Linked DNA regions of Mus musculus: regions 1, 3, 4 and 5 are each linked to region 2. Evidence: chromatin contacts called from public Hi-C, HiChIP or PLAC-seq and promoter capture Hi-C data. All regions are on one chromosome and are shown on one strand. The core of a region is the stretch at or near the end of the contact, and the rest is flanking DNA. Distances in the headings are between cores, read along the strand shown. Region 1 overlaps 2610027F03Rik (a long non-coding RNA gene). Region 2 holds the start of Insig2 (insulin induced gene 2). Region 3 has its middle 30 kb from the start of 2610027F03Rik. Region 4 holds the start of C1ql2 (complement component 1, q subcomponent-like 2). Region 5 holds the start of 2610027F03Rik (a long non-coding RNA gene).

What was found. Promoter capture Hi-C pulls out the DNA fragments that hold promoters and counts their contacts. Hi-C and Micro-C count contacts between places; a contact is called where the count stands out from the background. HiChIP or PLAC-seq counts read pairs in DNA pulled down with a chosen protein or histone mark.
Region 1: an H3K27ac HiChIP or PLAC-seq map of the NIH/3T3 cell line shows a contact between it and region 2, with 2.8 times the contacts expected there. The contact joins the enhancer-like site here to the promoter of Insig2 in region 2. A contact is called at or near these places in 3 of 39 promoter capture datasets (the 3T3-L1 cell line and 3T3-L1-derived adipocytes), 1 of 15 datasets of contacts at CTCF or cohesin (the NIH/3T3 cell line), 1 of 484 Hi-C or Micro-C datasets (muscle stem cells), 2 of 115 datasets of contacts at active chromatin or transcription factors (the NIH/3T3 cell line and pancreatic cancer cells) and 1 of 9 other capture datasets (embryonic stem cells).
Region 3: a contact with region 2 is called in a Hi-C map of muscle stem cells, with 2.6 times the contacts expected there. The contact joins the enhancer-like site here to the promoter of Insig2 in region 2. A contact is called at or near these places in 4 of 39 promoter capture datasets (the 3T3-L1 cell line, cranial neural crest, liver and 1 more), 1 of 484 Hi-C or Micro-C datasets (muscle stem cells), 7 of 115 datasets of contacts at active chromatin or transcription factors (astrocytes, cardiomyocytes, embryonic forebrain and 4 more) and 1 of 9 other capture datasets (pancreatic islet).
Region 4: a promoter capture Hi-C map of hippocampal neurons shows a contact between it and region 2, with 2.4 times the contacts expected there. The contact joins the promoter of C1ql2 here to the promoter of Insig2 in region 2. A contact is called at or near these places in 5 of 39 promoter capture datasets (embryonic stem cells, hippocampal neurons, liver and 2 more), 3 of 115 datasets of contacts at active chromatin or transcription factors (astrocytes, embryonic limb bud and large pre-B cells) and 1 of 9 other capture datasets (embryonic stem cells).
Region 5: a contact with region 2 is called in a promoter capture Hi-C map of the 3T3-L1 cell line, with 3 times the contacts expected there. The contact joins the promoter of 2610027F03Rik here to the promoter of Insig2 in region 2. A contact is called at or near these places in 3 of 39 promoter capture datasets (the 3T3-L1 cell line and embryonic stem cells).

Annotation. Positions count from the first base shown.
Region 1 is chr1:120,756,357-120,759,876 of GRCm38.p6, forward strand. The region is part of intron 2 of 2610027F03Rik (a long non-coding RNA gene); the gene reads left to right. Among named protein-coding and RNA genes, the nearest start is that of Gm29345, 48 kb to the right of the region's middle. Within about 2 kb of position 1,590, at least 87 of the 459 cell types and tissues checked have an H3K27ac peak or open chromatin away from gene starts, as enhancers often do. A contact at or near this core is called in the NIH/3T3 cell line, muscle stem cells and pancreatic cancer cells, where this site is marked.
Region 2 is chr1:121,325,858-121,329,778 of GRCm38.p6, forward strand. It overlaps Insig2 (insulin induced gene 2), which reads right to left and starts at 2,167. Exons shown (of 6, transcript NM_133748.2): 1 at 1,834-2,167.
Region 3 is chr1:120,653,898-120,657,674 of GRCm38.p6, forward strand. It overlaps a transcript of 2610027F03Rik not described here. Among named protein-coding and RNA genes, the nearest start is that of 2610027F03Rik, 30 kb to the right of the region's middle. Within about 2 kb of position 1,309, at least 37 of the 459 cell types and tissues checked have an H3K27ac peak or open chromatin away from gene starts, as enhancers often do. A contact at or near this core is called in hepatocytes, muscle stem cells, pancreatic cancer cells and 1 more, where this site is marked.
Region 4 is chr1:120,338,558-120,341,943 of GRCm38.p6, forward strand. It overlaps C1ql2 (complement component 1, q subcomponent-like 2), which reads left to right and starts at 2,025. Exons shown (of 2, transcript NM_207233.1): 1 at 2,025-3,244. The coding sequence starts at 2,561.
Region 5 is chr1:120,683,629-120,687,104 of GRCm38.p6, forward strand. 2610027F03Rik (a long non-coding RNA gene) reads left to right here and starts at 1,787. Exons shown (of 3, transcript XR_001779385.1): 1 at 1,787-3,476.

The DNA of each region.
Region 1 (3,520 bases), core at 340-2,839, 570 kb before region 2:
TATAGAGATCAGAGGTCAATGTTGGGTGTCTTCTTCAATCTCTCTCTACCATTATTTTCCTCTTTTGAGACAGTCTCTCATTGAATCTGGGGCTCACCAATTAGCTCCAATGGCTGGGCAGCAAGCCCCAGAGAACCTCCTATCCCCACTGTCCCCAGGTATGAGCCTTCAGGTATGCAGTGACACTCCTGGGTTTTTTAATGGGAGCCAGGGATTCAAGTGTGGGTCCTTGACAAGCACTTTACCCACAGACCCATCTCTCCAGGTCTGATTATAATTATTATAATAATAATTATTAAAAGGCATCCTGTATGTTTAGTGTCAATTCAGAAGTATTTGTCATTTCTGATCCCGACTCTCACACTGTCCCAGGCTATGATTACCCTCTTCCTCCAGCCTGCTAAATCCTGAGCTTACAGGCGTGTGCTACCATGCCTGGCAAACACCCTTTAGTACTTGGCCTCCAATAACTGAGTTTGGTTTAATTAAGTAATCAGATGGACTATCACAGATAAGCCAGTCCTGAACACAAACAACAAAGGAAAGTACTTCTAAGACACAGCCATTCCTGTCAGGTTCTGATCACTATCATCTTGATGGTTTTTATCTTTTGTATCATAAAATAATTCATCTTAAACATTGCACTTAAAGGAACTTGACTGCTGATTCATATTTGAGTTAATCTGGTATCAATTACTGGCTTGGGTTTGGAAAATTCGATGTCTGAGCAGATGAAATACTTCAATACCTTAGATAGAGCTGGTTTCTGGATCCAGCCTGCAGTGGCATGGTCAGAAAAGTTTAAAATATTTCTGCCAGATTCAAAGACGAGCAAGATTAAAAATTCCCAAATGTGTATCCTGGATCTCCTCCAAAAAACATTCCATCTTTATTCATTATTGGATATTGTCTTGATTAAAATTCCTGTTGGTTTGTCCTTGGTTAAGTAGTAATCTTGTAGCCTAGCATTTGGAATGTATTGGGATCATGTGACACGCGTGAGCCCAAATGAATATAGAGAGATCTCTTTCACAAGTCAGCAAGGACGACTAGAACGAGTTCAGATTTCAGCAGCGCAGCTTCAGGCGGGGGGAGGGGAGGGAGTTATCTGGTCGGCACATTCTTTGCCAACATGTGAGTCAGAAAGAGCTGTTCAAAGCAGGATGACTTTCCCCGTAACACCAAAGTCCTGAATCCAGGCCGATTTCTCCAGAGAACTTGAGATTCTCCCCCTTCTTCCCCCTTTATCTCTCTGTTCTATTTCTAGCAGTTGCTAACTTCACCCAGTAACATGTGAAAAATGCAGTCCACAATGGGAAGCAGATGACTAGGCCACCATCTTCTGAGTCACCCTTCTGTCCTCTGCATTCCTTTCAAGACTGAGGACTGATTCTGAGGAGGGGCTGAGCAGGGAAATCCAAGGGAAATTTGGGTCTCTTCAATAACCCTGAAAGAGAATGTGTGTATGTGTGTGTGTGTACGTGTGTCTGTCTGTATGTGTGTGTCCACATGTTTATGTAGAAGCCAGAGGACAGCCTTAGCTGTCCTCTCCTTCCAGGCACTGTCCACCTTTGAGACTGGGTTTCTTAAGGACCTGTAGCTCTCTGATTCAGCTAGGCTGGCTGGCCTGTTTCTGCCTCCCTCGTATAAGCATCTACTACCATACTTGGCTTTTTAACGAGGGTGCTGGAGATGTAAACAGAGGTCTTGCATGGTAAGTACATCACTGAAAGAGCCATCTCCCTACCCTCATGCAGATGCTTTTTTGGTTCCCACAACCTGCCTGGTACTGATCCCCAGGGACTCCAGTCTAGGTCCTGATGCTTGTGGAAGATCAAGAAGAAAGGGAGGGAGGCTGTGCAACATTGGAAGGCCCAGCTGGCCTTTTGTTTTGTTTTATATTAATGGGCACTGGGACATGAAGTCTGTCTCAGAGCAGGGAGGGACAGAATATTGGCGAAGGTCTGAGTCCCCAGAGATGACAAGAGCTGTCAGCACCTCTCTTGTGCTGGAAACATATCCGTCAGCTAGAAAAAGTCATGAGGTGGAGCTGGAGCCAAGCGTTTTGGGATAGACTCAACTTTAAGGCAAGCTGTCGGGGAGTCAGTTCAAGGCTGTGTAATCCCCAGTATGGCCGGTAAGAATACCACGGGGGCCTGGAGGAAACTATGCTCCTGCTGGCTCCAGGAACTGGGTCGGGATCCTCAGGAACAAAGCATCCAGCTGCAGTGATAGCTGCAAAGAAGCTCAAAGGGGTGTGTATGTGTGTGTGTGTGTGTGTGTGTGTGTGTGTGCACATTTATGAAGGTCAGAGGTCAATGCCAGACATCTTCCTCAATTTCTCTCCACCTTATTTGTTGAGATAGGGTCTCACCCTAAACCTGGAGCTCAGAGATTTGTCCAGACTGGCTGACTGGGAGACCCAGTCATCCTTTGCCTCTGCCTATCAAGTGCTGGGAGTGTAGGCAGGTAACTCCAAGCCCAACTTTTCATATGGGCGAGGGGATCTGAATGCAGCGCCTCACACTTGTGTGGCAAGTGTTATCTCATCAGCCTGACACTTCACAGTATCGTGTGACCCTGGCCGCCCAGCTTCTGGGAATCTGGCCTGCTACTTACAGAAATGAATGAGTCAGCTCACTTCCCATGAGGCCAAGCCTCAGGCAGTCTTCTTGGGTTTAGAGTGAACTTGCCTTCAGTCTCTCACCCACGTGCAGAAACACCAGTCAAACCAGGATGCTGAGTAGTTAGTTAAATGGTAGCTATGAGATGATCAAGGCTCTGTCTGGTTTCTTCAGATCTGTAGGCCCCACACCCAGAATAGTAACTGCATATCCATATTTGAGATTGAGTAAATGAATAAATGAATGAATAATATCAGATTTGTGAATAAGAATCTATGGTGCAATAGTCAAATGGTTTTGAGCACATGAGCTGACAAATGCATTTAATATTTTAACACATATATATCATATAACATAATACTTTAGTTCATTCATCTTTTCCCTCTCCATTCTCTTCCCTTCTTCTTTCTTTTTTTCTCCCCTACCTTTGTTCCCTTTTCGTTAAGGTTTCATTATGTAGCCCAGGCTAGTCCCAAATAATCCTCTGCCCCAGTCTCCCGAGGGCTAGGATTACAGATGTGCACCACCACACCCAGAGGAACACATCCTTTCAACAAAGGGAAACTCAGGACAATTGGAGTAAGGAAAGGATCCCTAAGCTACTGTGAATTACTTCCTTTGCAATGCTAAGCAGGTACTGTCCCATTAACCCAAGGAGGAAATGGAGGCCTCAAAAGGTGAAGTCCTTTGCCTAAGGTGCCTGAGAGGAAAAGAGGTAGCATGGTTCACACACAAGGCTCCCATATCAGAACTGTCTTAAGGAAGGAATTACTGGTCATTTCCTTATGGTGCTACTGCGCCAGCGTTTGGGGAATTTGGACAGCGTACACACAGCGCTGGAAAAGAGTTTAGAATGATTTCTTTTTATGGGAAGATTTTCGAATTTTGAGATTCAG
Region 2 (3,921 bases), core at 917-3,416:
AAACTCAATATATAATCAAGAATGACGGTGAACTTATGATATGATTCTCCTGCCTCTACTTCCCAAGCACTAGTATATCCATCACGCACCACCACACCTGGTAAATCAAGTAACTTAACCATTTAGTTGCAAGCAAACAGGATTATTCATTTTTCAATAACTAGTGTCACATTGGTAAGTTTGCATTCTCAGATGAATCTCTCTTCTGAGACTGGGTTAGATACATTAACAAATAAAAATGTTAAATTACTACCACCACCACCCTTTTTTTAACACATGCTGTGCTCATTAGAACGGCGTTCACAAAACAGAATACGCATCAGCAGGACAAAACCGCAATTCCATGACATGCTTTAACCCTCCTTAAATAAAAGCATACAGATATGACTCTCAAAAGGTGCGTTAGAAGCTCTAGGAAGAAAAAGTGCCGTTGCTCTTCTCTCCCCACATTAAAACCCAAACACAGAAACCATTAAGCAAGCAGCAGTCACACAGCGCACTGCTTTAAACAGAAAGCACAGAAAGCTTAGTCCTTAAAAAATGTTATCTACTGCTTGGTGATAATTTTCTACACACAATAAAAACAGTGTTTTTACTGAACTGTCCTTTATCTTTTCCTTTTCAGTATCTCTATCTAAAACACAATTATCCGTTTTTAAAGCATCAAATTTCCCCGAATACAAAACGACTCATAGATTGGTCATTTCATAATAGATGCGAGCTGAATACTATGAAAACAAGTAATATCAGCGGTTACAAATCCAGAAAAAACGATGGAGGAAGAAAACATCAGTCATTGTTTTTCCCCCGCAGGTCATTAATTAACAGGGGACACCCCTTTATTCATTTTCATTCAGTAGTTCACTGTCTGGGCCAAACCCCAAAGCTAGGGGGGAAGGGGGGGCAGAGAGGAAGCCCCGCATGGAAGCCTTGGTTTTTTTTTTTTGTTTTGTTTTGTTTTGTTTTGTTTTAATCCAGAACTGGAGACTGTCTTTCATTGCTGTGGTCACTGAAACCAGCCAACATAAGTGTCCCAACAGTCAACTCAATTTGCTCTTTCTCCAAGAATTTCCTCATCAATCCTACAAAACAGTAAACACTTCGGGGTATCTATTTCACCCAACGACATAGTTCACACTACCCGTGAACAACTTTTCACTTAAGTTTTAACTCCTTTCGTGTCCCTAAACGCCATCCTCAGCAAAGCACTGTTTTCCTTTACCAGCCGGCTCATCCCCAAAGAACGACGCTAAAGCCCCACTTACTATCACCAACCGACTTCTAGGCCCTGGCAACAACTGCTTGGCAGCACCCACTGATACATACCTAAAAGGTATTCACTTCCGATTCACAATCCCTACTCTTCAACTCAGGAGTCCTCTTATTTCGGTAGATTCTAAACTTCCTACGGTTATGTACCTAATTTCCATCCATCTCCCATACAAGCCTGAGTCTTCCTCCCAGACTACAAGGCACCGAGTCCGGGCAGGTGTACACTAGACAGCTGGCCCATCTCTGTCCCCAAACAGACCTCCAGGGTCGCCCTTTCCGCTGTCCTCCAGCCTTCTTCCACTCTGACAGTCTTCCACTGTCCAGGGACCTCGGCATCCCCCAAAGCCTGTCCCTCTATGAGCCCGCTGGTTTTTCCCTAGATCTCGCTGACCTCTCTCCAGGTAAGCCGGGGACCCCTCGCCCCAGCAGGCCCCACCTGCGGGTCCTGGATCCCCCAACACCAGCTAGGAGTGTTGCCAGCCTGCGACGTTAAAACATAAACAGCTCCTCTTCCCAAAAGCCACCGCCGTCCTCGAGCCGTCCCCGGCCAAATAAGCTCACCTGAGCTCTGCCCGGAGACCCCCAGTTCACCCCCGCCTCCGCCATCTTCAGGGACCGGCCCCCGACCTACTCCCCTCCCACAGCTCCGCCTGAGCCGCACTGCGCCTGCGCCGCCCGGCGGCTTCACGCTGACGGTAGGGGCAGAGGAGCTTCCGGTTGCCTCTGCGCGCACTGCCTCCGCTCTGCGGAGACGGGGCAAAAGGACTTCCGGTGTGCCGGGCACTCCGGGCTGGAAGGAGGTGGGGACCCTGTCTGGGAGGAGGAGAGGCTGCGAAATCAGCTGTTGTTGGTGCCCTCGGGAGTCAGAGGTTCTGGATGGGCATCTGGACTCTGTGGGCGGAGTGAGGGACTCGTGCGCGCACGCACGCGCAGCCCGAGACTCCACCCTCTGCGTGGGCCGCAGTTGCCAGCCGGGTGACAGGCTCCACGGTTGTCGCCTGCAACTTCTTCCCGCCTTGGAGTGTGCCTCAGTATCCTTTCTGAATACGGATTAAAGGCAGCTCTTTGCATCAGCTCTCGAGAGACTTGGGTCAAAGACCAAGCAACACAAAACCTTATCACCTCTGTTACTGTCAAAATTTGACTTAAAGCGCTTCCTTCTTGAGACAGGGTCACACAGTGTATGTAGCCTTAGCCGGTCTGAAGCTACCCAGGTAGACCAGGCAGACCTCGAGAGCTACTTGTCTCTGCTTCCTCAGTGCTAGGATCAGAAGTGTGCGCCACCACGCCCAGCTAAGACCTTCCTTTTAGAACTGGAAACCATAATTAAGAGAATGGATAGTGTGCACGTTGGAGATGGTGCAGATGAGCTGTTGTTTTGGATGGAAAATGGTACAGAGAAGTTTTGTTTTCTTTATTCCTTGAAGATTTTAAGGACTTGAAGTTCGAGTGGGGAAGTGGAGTGCGAATCCGGGAGATGTGTCAGGGAAGTGGGGAGTAAATATAAAAATGCATTGTATGAAGTCCTTAAGGACTCTTTTTTTTTTTTTTTAAAGAAAAATTTCATACATATACAATACGTTTTGATCATTTTTCCTGCCCACCACTACATTCCTCTACAGAGTGTTTTTAAAGGCTAATAAGTGGCTTGATTACCACCTCTGGGCTGTTCACTATATCATCTTTTGGGGAGCTTAGCCAAAAATATATTATGCTTGTGGTCTGATTGCATTGGTCTTAAGGAGAGTTTTGTAGGAACTATGGGCCTAAAGTAATTGCTATAATTTAGCAAGAGAATGTCATTTGGTTAAATGCCTTTGTTTTCATTTACTTTGAACTAACAATCAGATGCATCTTTAACAGTTTCTGATCATTTTATCAACACATTTATTTCTTAAAAATAAGAGAAACTAAACTTGGACCAAAAGACTCAGCATGTAATAATATGGCTTTTCATGTATTTCTAATGGTTTTTGTCTAGCTAATCTTAAATTTAATTCCTGCAGGTTTTTATGCATAGTAATTGAAAGCCTAGGCTAATTATGCTGCACAGATGAAGAGTTTTATAAGGAAAAATAAAAATACACATGGGATAACCCATATTATCCATGATATGATATTTTTGTCAACTTGGCAGGATTGAGAATCGCTATGGGAATACCTCTGGGTGTATGTCTGAGGGATGTTTCTAGAAACATTTCAGGAAAGAAGGAAGGAAGAAGCACATGGATGTGAGCAGCCCCAATGGGGTCAAGAGCTGAATAAAAAAGAGAAAGCTCACTGAGCATCAACACTCCTCTCAGTTTCCTGTTTCTTTCCTGTCTCTTCAGTCAGTGTGACCTCACTCTCGCCTCCATGCCTTAGCTATGGTGATGGCCTGTGTCCTTCCTTAATGGGAGCCAAAATAAACCCATCCTCCCTCAAGTCCTTTTGCCAAGCATTTGTTTTTCACAGCAACATGAAAATCCAGAACAAACTGATGTCAGGGTATGACTTAAGAGGGCGGTGAGATCATATTTATTTTGGCTTACTTTAAAGTTGGTTCTGTGCCATTGGACTGCTGGTGAAGACTTTTTGAAAGTTCAGTTGTGTCTCAGCACTGACTCCATATGTGAAGTCAGGTCCAATTGGTCCTTTTTTTCTAGGTTT
Region 3 (3,777 bases), core at 59-2,558, 670 kb before region 2:
ACACAGAGATATGAGAAAGATGCATGCTATGACAACCCTAGTGGTCAGTATCATGACCATAAATATAGAGATAGTAGCAGGGACTGTATGCCTTTCAGAAACATACAACCTTTTGACATTATGATGTTGTAATTGTAAAGTTTATGCTGGAAAAGTGATGTGATCAAATGAAACAACAACAACAACAACAACAATAACAACAACAACAAACCAAAAAGCCAAACAATCACAAGCTGGAGAGAAGATGGCTTCGTCACAAGTGCTGGCTTTGCAAACATGAGGACCTGAGTTTGTACCCCAAGAACCCACACATCAAGGTGTGGTAGTTTGTCATTTTAATCCTAGCACTGGGAAGCAGGGACAGGCAGACCCCCAGAGAAGGAAGCCATCCTAGCCCATCCAGGACAATGAGAAACCCTGTCGCAATGAATGGCACATGTGCTGGGTAGTTTTATGTCAGCTCAACACAAGCTAAAGCCATTTGAGTGGAGGGAACCTAAGAAGATGCCCCTGTAAGATCAGACTGCAGGCAAGCCTGTAGGGCATTTTCTTAATTAGTGATTGATAGGCAAAGGCACAGCCCACTGTTGGGTGGGACACCCCTGGGCTGTTGGTCTAGGTTCTATAAGAAAGCAGGCTGAGTTAGTCCTGGGGAGCAAGCCAGTAAGCAACACCCCTCCATGGCTTCTGCATCAGCTCAGGTCTCCATGTTCCTTCTGTTTTTGTGTTCTTGTTTTGACTTCCTTTGATTGTGAAAAGCCCTTAGGAAGTGTGAGCCAAATAAACACATTCTCCCCAAGTTGCTTTGGTCACGGTGTTTCACTGCAGCAACAGAAACCCAAACGAAGACAGAACCTAAGGAACTACATTCAGGATTGTTGTCTGACCTCTATACACATCCAAGGGCACCCTCACATACCTGTGTACTTACATACACTTGAACACACACATTACGCATACACAAACACTCTCCAAATCTCATAGTATTTTAAGCAAGTTTATGATTTTGTGTTGGACCACATTTATGGCATAGCTTTCTTTTGTCACATGTGACATGGTCAGTGGTGCACAGGTTAGACACGCCTGCTGACCGTCTGTGGGGTGATGCCTCTTATCCACCCATAGAGCCTGCCAACATCTCTTCAAACAAAACACTCAGTGATGTCACTTGGCCTCTCGGAATCAGTGAACACAGTTCCATTTACACTGTAGAAATGAGCCAATGCTATAAACCAGGGCATGCTGTTTCCTGGAGAGCCAGTTGTTAAACATTTACTAACCGATCACTACTAACATGCAAGCTCCTTTTACTATCGAGCATCTGAGGGCTCCCTCCCAGGGTGTGCCACACTGTGGCTCAGGGATCTGCTGCCTAGTCAGTCTCTCCGCCTGAGCTGGCAGCACTCCATCCTTGAGCTGTGTGTGGTGCATCTGGGCAGCTGGTGAGTACACATTCTGAACACACGGTGATTCAAACTCAGCAAACATTAATAAGCTGACACTGTCTGCTGGGAACAGCGCCTGGCACAGGGCGGCCGCTGGGATGAGCTCCGTCTCATCTTTTCTCCTTAAACCGGGACAAATGAACCAGATTCCAAGAAAATAGGTGCCAGGCCCCAGGGGAATCCAAAAATGAAGAACGAGTGAGGTTTCTGGAAGATTTGAGAGAATAATTTTTTGCAAGGGAGGAGGGTGCTAAGGGTGAGTGAGCTTTGGAGAATGAACAGGTCATCAGAGAGAAAAGAGAGTGGAAGGAGGAATTGCTGGCTAGGAAAGAGCCCAGAAGCAGGAAGGGATGAGACACGATGTTCTAGTTTCAGTAGTGTGATAGAATCCCCTGATAAAAAGCAGCTTAGGTGAGGAAAGGGTTTATTTGGCTTACACTTCCAGGTCACAGTCTTATCTTTGAGATGGAAGGAAAGTCAGGAATCTAAAACAGCTAGGCACATCACATTCACAGTTAGGAGCAGAAAGAGAATAAATGTAAATGCATGCATGGATCCTTGTTTGCTTGTTTCATCTTAGCTCACTTTCCCCTCTTATATATGGTCCAGCATTTACTGCCTAGGGAATAGTGCTGCCCACAGTGGCCTGGGTCTTTCTACTCCAATTAACAATCAAGACAATTCCTCCTATACATGCCCAAGGGGTAACGTGAGCTAGATAATTCCTTATTAAGACCGTCTTCTCAGGCATTTCTAAGTTATGTCAGATTGACAGTTAAAAATAATCAGTACACATGGCTTTGGCATAAATAACCTAGTGGTTTAAATGTTTGCATATGAAAGCATGCATGTGTATGCATCCTAGAGGAGACCTTGAGAACCATGGTTGTTTGTAATCAGTTGGAAGGAGATGAGAGTCTGAGTGTGCCAGAGGAACAGTGGTATGGCTAGTTAAGAAAACTATTCTGGAGTGCCATTTGGCTTCTGTATCCCTATATGCACTCCAATATTCCACAGACAATTTGGCCCATGCCATACACAGGAGCACTGCTGTTGGCTCTCAACAAGCTTTCAGAAAGAGGTACTGTGCTGACTAGTTGTTATCTGAGACCACTACGATGACATGGGATGATATATATATACATATAAATATATATATATCTCAAGGCACTGGCTACACTGATGCATTAGTAAGAATATGGCCTCATTGCTCCATATGAACATGCACCCAAATATATACAGACATCCTCAAACATGTGCCCAAACATGCAACACACACACACACACACACACACACACACACACACACACACACACCTAATCTGCAGAGCCAGGGTGTCAGTGGTGAGAGGACAAAGAGTCAATTCCAAAGTCACCCTCAGCAGCCCTAGGAACTCCTCCAGACTATTAGAGACCTTGACTTAGGCCAAACCAGAATTTAAACCAGAAAAGAACTTCAGGGTTAATTGGTGTGGACCAGAGTTAGGAGATGTGGATGCTTTATTGTGATCCTTTAACCTCACTGCTTTCAGGTAATGCTGGGGAAACGGCTTCCTCTGAATGTCACTGTGAGTCTCCAGCCTGATTGTGATAGCCAGGTCCCAAGCCTGTGACCAATGGTTCTCAGTGGTGGTGGCTGGTGCCAGGCGCCAGGCTATGTAGTAAAAAGTGGTTAGTGGAGTGGCCTGGTATGGACTGGGTGCTCCATCCACCAGCCAGCATTTTCACTAAGATCCTGCTCACTCACACACCATGAGTCTAGCTTGTTTATGCGTTCCACTGGCTGAAGAGGCTGCTGCTCTCAAGCCTTGGGTCCCTCACTTTAAAATGTTGAGGTTCAACAACAGAGTCTCAAAAGTGCTCTGGCTCCAATGCATTTTCCCATCAGACCACTACCTCTCTGCTTCCCACCTGACCTGTTTGACAGGGATCCCTGACAGGGAAGTGTGGACTATGGAATGGAGAGAGGGCTGAGGTCTGGTTTTAACTCCCTTGGATATTCAGCTCCTTGAAAGCATCTAGGTTTCACAGGGGGATGTAGAGGCTGGGCTGGTTCATTTGAGGTTGGAGGCAACGGGTGGCACACTAGTTTCCCATGAGAACACAGCACAGTGTGCTGCATAGGGGAGGACACTCACTCAGCGTGACCCAATTGATTAAATGATTTAGACCCTTACTATTCTGGCCTGACCTCAACTTTTTTTTTATCATATCTTGAAGAGGCCTTGTGTATGAAATACCCATGTCTCCTTCAAAAGAAGCCTTCACTCCTATACTCCTAGCCCGACCACTTGTACCACTGTGCAGGTATAAGTAACGCTATGCCACCGTT
Region 4 (3,386 bases), core at 775-3,274, 990 kb before region 2:
ACTCTGCTCAAGGTCACATGGGTTGTAGTACTGGAACCCAACACTGGGCCTCCTACAATTACACATTCTAGGGTTGCTCTGGGCAGACTGGGGAGATCTGAAAACTCAGAAAGCCAGGGTAGACCCTGGACAAGCTCCTCGTACCATCAAAGCCTGTGTTTTCCCATCTATATTAGAGGAGAAAAGGCATGAATGCACAGGACTGTATCTGCAAAGGAAGGGAAGAGAACTCACAAAGCAACCACACAGCCGTTCTTAGCAGGAATATTGTGGAGACCTGTGCTGTGGTGGGACCAGCAAGTGGCCAGCGGTGGGAGCAGAAGCAACCACAGTGAAAAGTGAGACTCCACTGAGCATGGCATCTGATAAACAACCACTCTCTTTAGAGCACAAGCCCCGCCCCGGAAGGTGGCCCAGAAACCAGAGGTGTGGGGTCACTCACTTGTGTAGGTGATAGACAGCACCAGGACATCCAGCCTACCCAGACCAGGGGCTCTTCCCCTCTGAGGTAGGTGCCTTCCCAGCTCCCCGGGGGAGCAGGGGCCCAGTGTGTGTGGCTCTGTTTCCTCTTTAGTAGCAGTAGAAGGACATAGATGATTCTCCTTTAATTGTGCCCCAGCTGGAGGAGGGGTGCAAATGCATTTGGATGCAGGGAGAGGGAGCTGGGGTGTTCCTGGAGAGGAACTCACTCACCAGCCTGGAGCAGGGCTCCCTGTGCCTTCAGTGTGAATGGTGAAGGTAAGGGAGGAGAATTTACTAAAACACGTTGTTTTAAAATGCTATAATGACATCTAATATTTTGTATGATGTTTACGAAAGAAACTAAATTTAAAGAAGAAAATAAGTAACAACAGGAAGGGGGAAGAGATTGAGACCCTGAGGAGGAGGAGGAGGAGGAGAAGGAATCTGCCTTTAAGAAATTAGAGTTGAGGCAGGGGAGAGAGGGCTTGAGTTAAGAGTACTGGCTGCTCTTCCTAGAGGACCTAGATGCAATTCTCAGCACCCACATAGCAGCTCACAAATGTCTGAAACTCCAATTCTTGGGAATCTGACACGATCACACATGCAGGCAAAATACCAATGTACATGAATTAAAAAAAAAAAAAACAACCTTTAAAAGAAACAAGGGTTCAGTACCACTACTGACATCTTGTTTCCCCAGAGGCCTTACTTTAATTATTTATTGTTTCCACTTAGTTGCTCAATTAATTAATTTAGAGGTTTTTTTCTTCCTTTCTTTTTCTTTTTTCTTTCTCTCTTTTTTTTCTTCTTAAGACAGGGTTTCTCTGTGTAGCTCAGGCTATCCTGGAACTCACTCTGTAGACCAGGCTGGCCTTGTACTCAAAGATCTGCCTGCCTCTGCCTCCCCAGTGCTGGGATTAAAGACATGCACCATCACTGCCCTGCTTTCCTCTTTTTATTTTGAAAATTGTTCATCAACAGTTACTAAACGTGTTCGAATTCCAAGAGCTGACTAGACATATAAGACCATTCAGCCTTCTGAATAAGATGTAGGTGTGCCCCTCCTCTTACTCCTCTATTTGGAAGTTGGTTACTTTCTGTATGTAGTATGCGAATCCCCCTCTGCCACCCCGCTTTCTGTTTTAAAACAGAAAAGGCTGCAACATACAGTGTGTGCTTCTGTTCTTGAACTGGAAGCTTAGGCTGTCCTGGACTTGGGTTGAGACCTGGGCTCATCCAGATAGGAAATGGATTTGGTGACCCCGCCAGGACTTCGCAGGCACCACATCGTGGTCGTGTGTGGGTGCTGTATGCACCCACTGATTGCGCGCGTGGGTTCCAGAGCTTGGTGGTCTGCGAGAGGAGAGTGGGCAAGAGTGGGTGTGTCTGTGGAGCCCCAGCTAGGGGCTGCTGCCCGCTGCTCCCACTTGTGGCTCCTGGGCGCCGCCAGCAGGCACATCTCCGGAGGACGCCGCGGGATGGGAGCTGATGACAGGAGAGCGCCGTCTCCCGAGTGATGGCAGCGCACGCTGCTGCCTCGCCGCCTCCGCCGCTCAGTCCTGATCTTACGTTAGGGTAGCTGGGTACCCCCTCCGCCCGGGAACCAGCTAGTAGAGGGAGAACAGAGCAGAGCGTGCGGCAGAGCCGATCCCGCGTCCCGCCGAACCCTGCCAAGCCCCGCCAATCCCAGCAGAGCAGGAACCAGCGCAGCTGAGCCAACACCGGACGCCGCACTGAGACCCAGCATTCCCCAGCCGCCACTACCCGGTCCCCGCCGGGGTGCCGGGCTCGTCCTGTGAGCCCCTCGTCATGCGTGTCGGGCTCTTCGACTCTCCAGATCAGTTCCAGAGCGGTGGCCTCAGGAGCCCAGGTCCGGATACCTCTCGTTGAAATAGTTGGGTGGCTAAGAGAGGGGTCTCCACGTCGGGGACGCGGAGGGGACCTGCGGAGTTGGCGTCCGAACGCATAGAGCGGGGCCACCCGGCGCCGCTCCACCATTACCTCCCCAGGCGGCAAGGAGGAGCTGGTGGCGGTCGCCTCCCGGCTGTGGCAGCGGCGGCGGCGCGCCTGCTTGGCGGCCGTCGGCGTGCTCTTGGCCATGGCACTGGGGCTGCTGATCGCGGTGCCTCTGCTGCTGCAGGCGGCGCCCCCCGGAGCGGCTCACTACGAGATGCTGGGCACCTGCCGCATGATCTGTGACCCATACAGCGTCGCTCCCGCAGGGGGACCCGCGGGCGCCAAGGCTCCACCGCCGGGACCCAGTACCGCTGCCCTGGAAGTTATGCAGGACCTCAGCGCCAACCCCCCGCCTCCGTTTATCCAGGGACCAAAGGGTGATCCGGGGCGACCAGGCAAGCCAGGGCCTCGGGGTCCTCCTGGAGAGCCAGGGCCTCCTGGGCCCAGGGGTCCCCCGGGAGAGAAAGGAGACTCGGGGAGGCCAGGGCTACCCGGACTGCAGTTGACAACCAGCGCGGCCGGTGGCGTTGGAGTGGTGAGTGGCGGAACCGGGGGCGGTGGCGACACGGAGGGAGAAGTGACCAGTGCGCTGAGCGCCGCCTTCAGCGGTCCCAAGATCGCCTTCTACGTGGGACTCAAGAGCCCCCACGAAGGCTACGAGGTGCTCAAGTTCGACGACGTGGTCACCAATCTTGGCAATCACTACGACCCCACTACAGGCAAGTTCAGCTGCCAGGTGCGGGGCATCTACTTCTTCACGTACCACATTCTCATGCGTGGCGGCGACGGAACCAGCATGTGGGCGGATCTCTGCAAGAACGGGCAGGTCAGTGACTTTCTCCCACACACCCCTCCCTACCTTTCCCGGCCCAACAGAGTCCGCAGACCGTTCATTACAGGCGCCCGGAACCCCAGGGAACTATATACTGTTTCCTGCCACTCTCCAGCGCCCCAGCAAACTCTGGGGT
Region 5 (3,476 bases), core at 537-3,036, 640 kb before region 2:
TGACCACCGTCTCAGAGGAAACAGTTGGCAGGCAGGTGGGGGGGGGGGGGAGGGGAGGAAGCTACGCTTCTGCAGACGCACCACGACCAGCCTCTGCCCCTGCTCTGCGGGCTAAACACTGACTACAAACTGTAATTTCAGTTCTCTGTTTTTCTTGCTGTGTAGTGCAGGCTGAGCTTGAACTCCCAGAGATCTGACTGCCTCTGTCTTCCGAGTGCCGGGATTAAAAGAGAGTTACTTTACCCCCACACGTGGCTTATTTTCTCAGCTTTTAGGAGTGACTAAGAGCTGGGGAAATGGCTCAGTCAGTAAGGTGCTTGCTGTGCAAGGGTGAGGACCTAAGTTCATTCCTCAGGACCTACCTGAAAAATAAACAAGCAAGCAAACGAGCAGCAAGGAGTGACGCAGCAGGCTCGTGATTCAGAGTTTGAAGAGATAGAGAAAGGTGGATTCCCTGGGGAATGGCCACCAGTGTAGCAAAAATGAGAAGTTCCAAGACAGTGAGAAATCACATCTCAGAAAGGAAGATGGATAGGTTCAGAGAAAGGACATCTGCAGTTGACCTTTAGCCTTCAAGTTTACATGCGCACCCACACACACATATACACACACACAAAACACACACACACACACACACACACACACACACACACACACACACACAGAGTGCGATTAACAGGGTCTTCTTCTCCTGTTTCCTTCAGGGGTAAAATTTCTTTTATCTCATCAAAATATAGCCCTGACATGGGCATGCTTGGTTAAATTTGTAATGTTGCCCGAAATGTCTCTCCACTTACTTGGCAAATTTGATGGGAAGGATGCTGGGACACATGACAGGGAGACACTGACAGCTCTCTGCTAATATGAACGGGACCAGTTTAGCACCTCTTTTCTTTCCCATGGTAGGCAAAGCCTCATGCTTAACTCAGACCCAAGTGGATTGCCCCACACAGCCGGAACCCTGAGGCGCCAGCCTGCCATTAAGAAGCAGAGTGTAGGTATGCAGTTCAGTGGTTGAGCAACGGTTTAGCATGCACTGGGTCCTGGATCAGATCTCCAATCCCCAAACCAAACCAACCAAACAAACCCATGAGTTCTAATGGCATCTTCATATTTCATTTCAGAGACAAAGGATTAGAAATGTTTAAAAACTGTAGCTCAGGGGACCTGGTGAGATAGTTCAGCAGCTAAGAAGACCCAAGTTCAGTTTCCAGCACCAATACTGGATGGCTTGCAACTGCCTGAAACACCAGCTCCAGTTGGCAGCTTCTTTGGGTCTCCGACGGCATCTACACTCACTTACATGCACATCTACATATTATTTAAAAATAAAACCTATTTTAAAAAACTAAGAATTATGGCTCAAGACAGATATGAACCTTTAATGCAGGTCCAGCCAGGAGTTTAGTGGAAGAAATCAAAGAAGAGAATTCACCAAGAATTCAGTTAGAAAGTCACACCATCTTCTTGTCAATTGTGATAATAAAATCAATACTGCTGAAGATAATGAGAATTTCGAGGGTTATTAATCAGTAAAAATATTTTCAATGGGTAAAGTCTTATCCACCTCAGGTACATGTTTTACCACTGGGAAGATGTGTGCATCTACATGAAGGTCAGATGGCAACTTTGGGTACTGATTCTTCAGGAACAGTCTACCGTTTTTGTATATATTTTTTAAGGCAGAGTATCTCACTGGCCTGGAGTTCATCAGGTAGACTAGGCTGGCTGGCTAGAAAGCCTCCCACGTCCCTCCCCCCCCCCCACCCCCAGGGATCCACCTGCCTTCATCTCCCATGTGCTGAGATTTCAAGCGTCTAGGACCATGTCCAGTCTTTATACACAAGTTCTGTGGGTAGAACTCAAGTCTTCATGTTTGCTTGACAAGAACTGTATTGATTATGTCAGCTCCTCAACCCTTTAATCAGTTTTATTAAGTATTTGTTTTACCATCCCCACTAGGGGATGGTAAAATTGTCTGAGGGGCCTTTGAGTTCTATGAACAGTTTTTTGATCAACAGCTGCTTGTAGCAAAAATCTTTCAGAGTTAGTGTAAAATCTCTGTCCTCACTGTTGGCTTAGTTCATCCATAATGACGCTCTGGCCATTAAAAACATCATTTAAATTAATTTCCTGGCCAATAGAATGGGAGTCCCTGGAATTTGAGCTATGTATGTTGCCTGGACCACGTTAGGGCTGAGGCAACTGGACCAGGCATGGCCTAGGGTACAAAGAGGTGGTGATTAATTTAGGGGTCAAGTGTTTAAACATCTGTCGCCTGTAGACTGCTTGCTTCAGTTCAGACACCTCTGCTTTGGAAGAAGGAGCCGGGAGGCCCCCTGCTGCCCTTATTTCCAGCCCAGTTGCCTGGTGCTCTGTCCCTCAGCTTCTCTGAGATACCAGCCCTAGGGAGACTGTGCACTGCAGTTTGTACCACCCTGTGGTGACTTTATGCTATGACATATGCTCCCTCCACTAGCCTTTCTATTATATGAGTGTCATCCCTCTCTACTGCTTGTTCCAAGGGCCATGATTTAGCTTCTTTCCTATCTCTAGACACTTTGGAGGGGCTCAGCCAATCCCGAGGTGGGTTTCCATGTCTTTAAGGACCCGAGAATCACCTGTGCCGGACTTTCACTGTCACCATGGTTTCTGCAAAGCTGATTAGTAAGGAATTAACCAGCACCAGACCAACCCAGAATGGGGGACTTCAGACGTGGCTCAGACGTAAGACCACTGGCTGTGTGAGAGTGAGGACCTGTGTTCCCATCCCCAGCATGTATGTAAAGAGCCGAGTGAGGCTGTGTAGGTGCCTGTAACCTTGGTTTTGTGCTGAATGGAGGTATGAGGATCACTGGGGCCGGCTGCCAGCTTAGCTCCTGGATCTGTGAGATATTCTGGTTCAGGGTCATAGAACAGGATCTGTAGTTGTCCCTTCTGGCCTCTGCATTCATATACCTGCATACACAGGAACTAGACATACATACTCCACATAGATAGAGCACATACACACTAATAAAATAAGCAAACTCCTCAAAACCCAGAGCACGCTCTAGCCTAAGCTCAGGGCAGCACCCCAAGTTCAACACCCACAAGAGGCTGGTGCTGAGAAAGGAAAGTGGATGGCCTCTGATGCCCACAGAAGTGTTTGCTTTTTCTCTCGCTCCACAGATCTCTCAAATGTTCTTTTTCCACACTGTACCCCCACCCCCAATTTTATACATAGCAGATGGTGTTCAAACAAGTCAAGGAGCAGAAGCTGCAAAAGGCTTAAAAGAAAAAAAAAAGACAGTGAAACTCATATATTTCTTCAAACGATAAGATGAACTACAGATGTTTGAGGACTGGAGATGGTGCCGCCTGCGACTGCAGCCCCACTTAAAAGAAGAGTCCCTTATGTTTAACGTTGGACAAGCCCGGTAGCTGTCACGGCATGATTTACGGAGGTTGTTTGTGAGATTTTATGTTACTGGGGA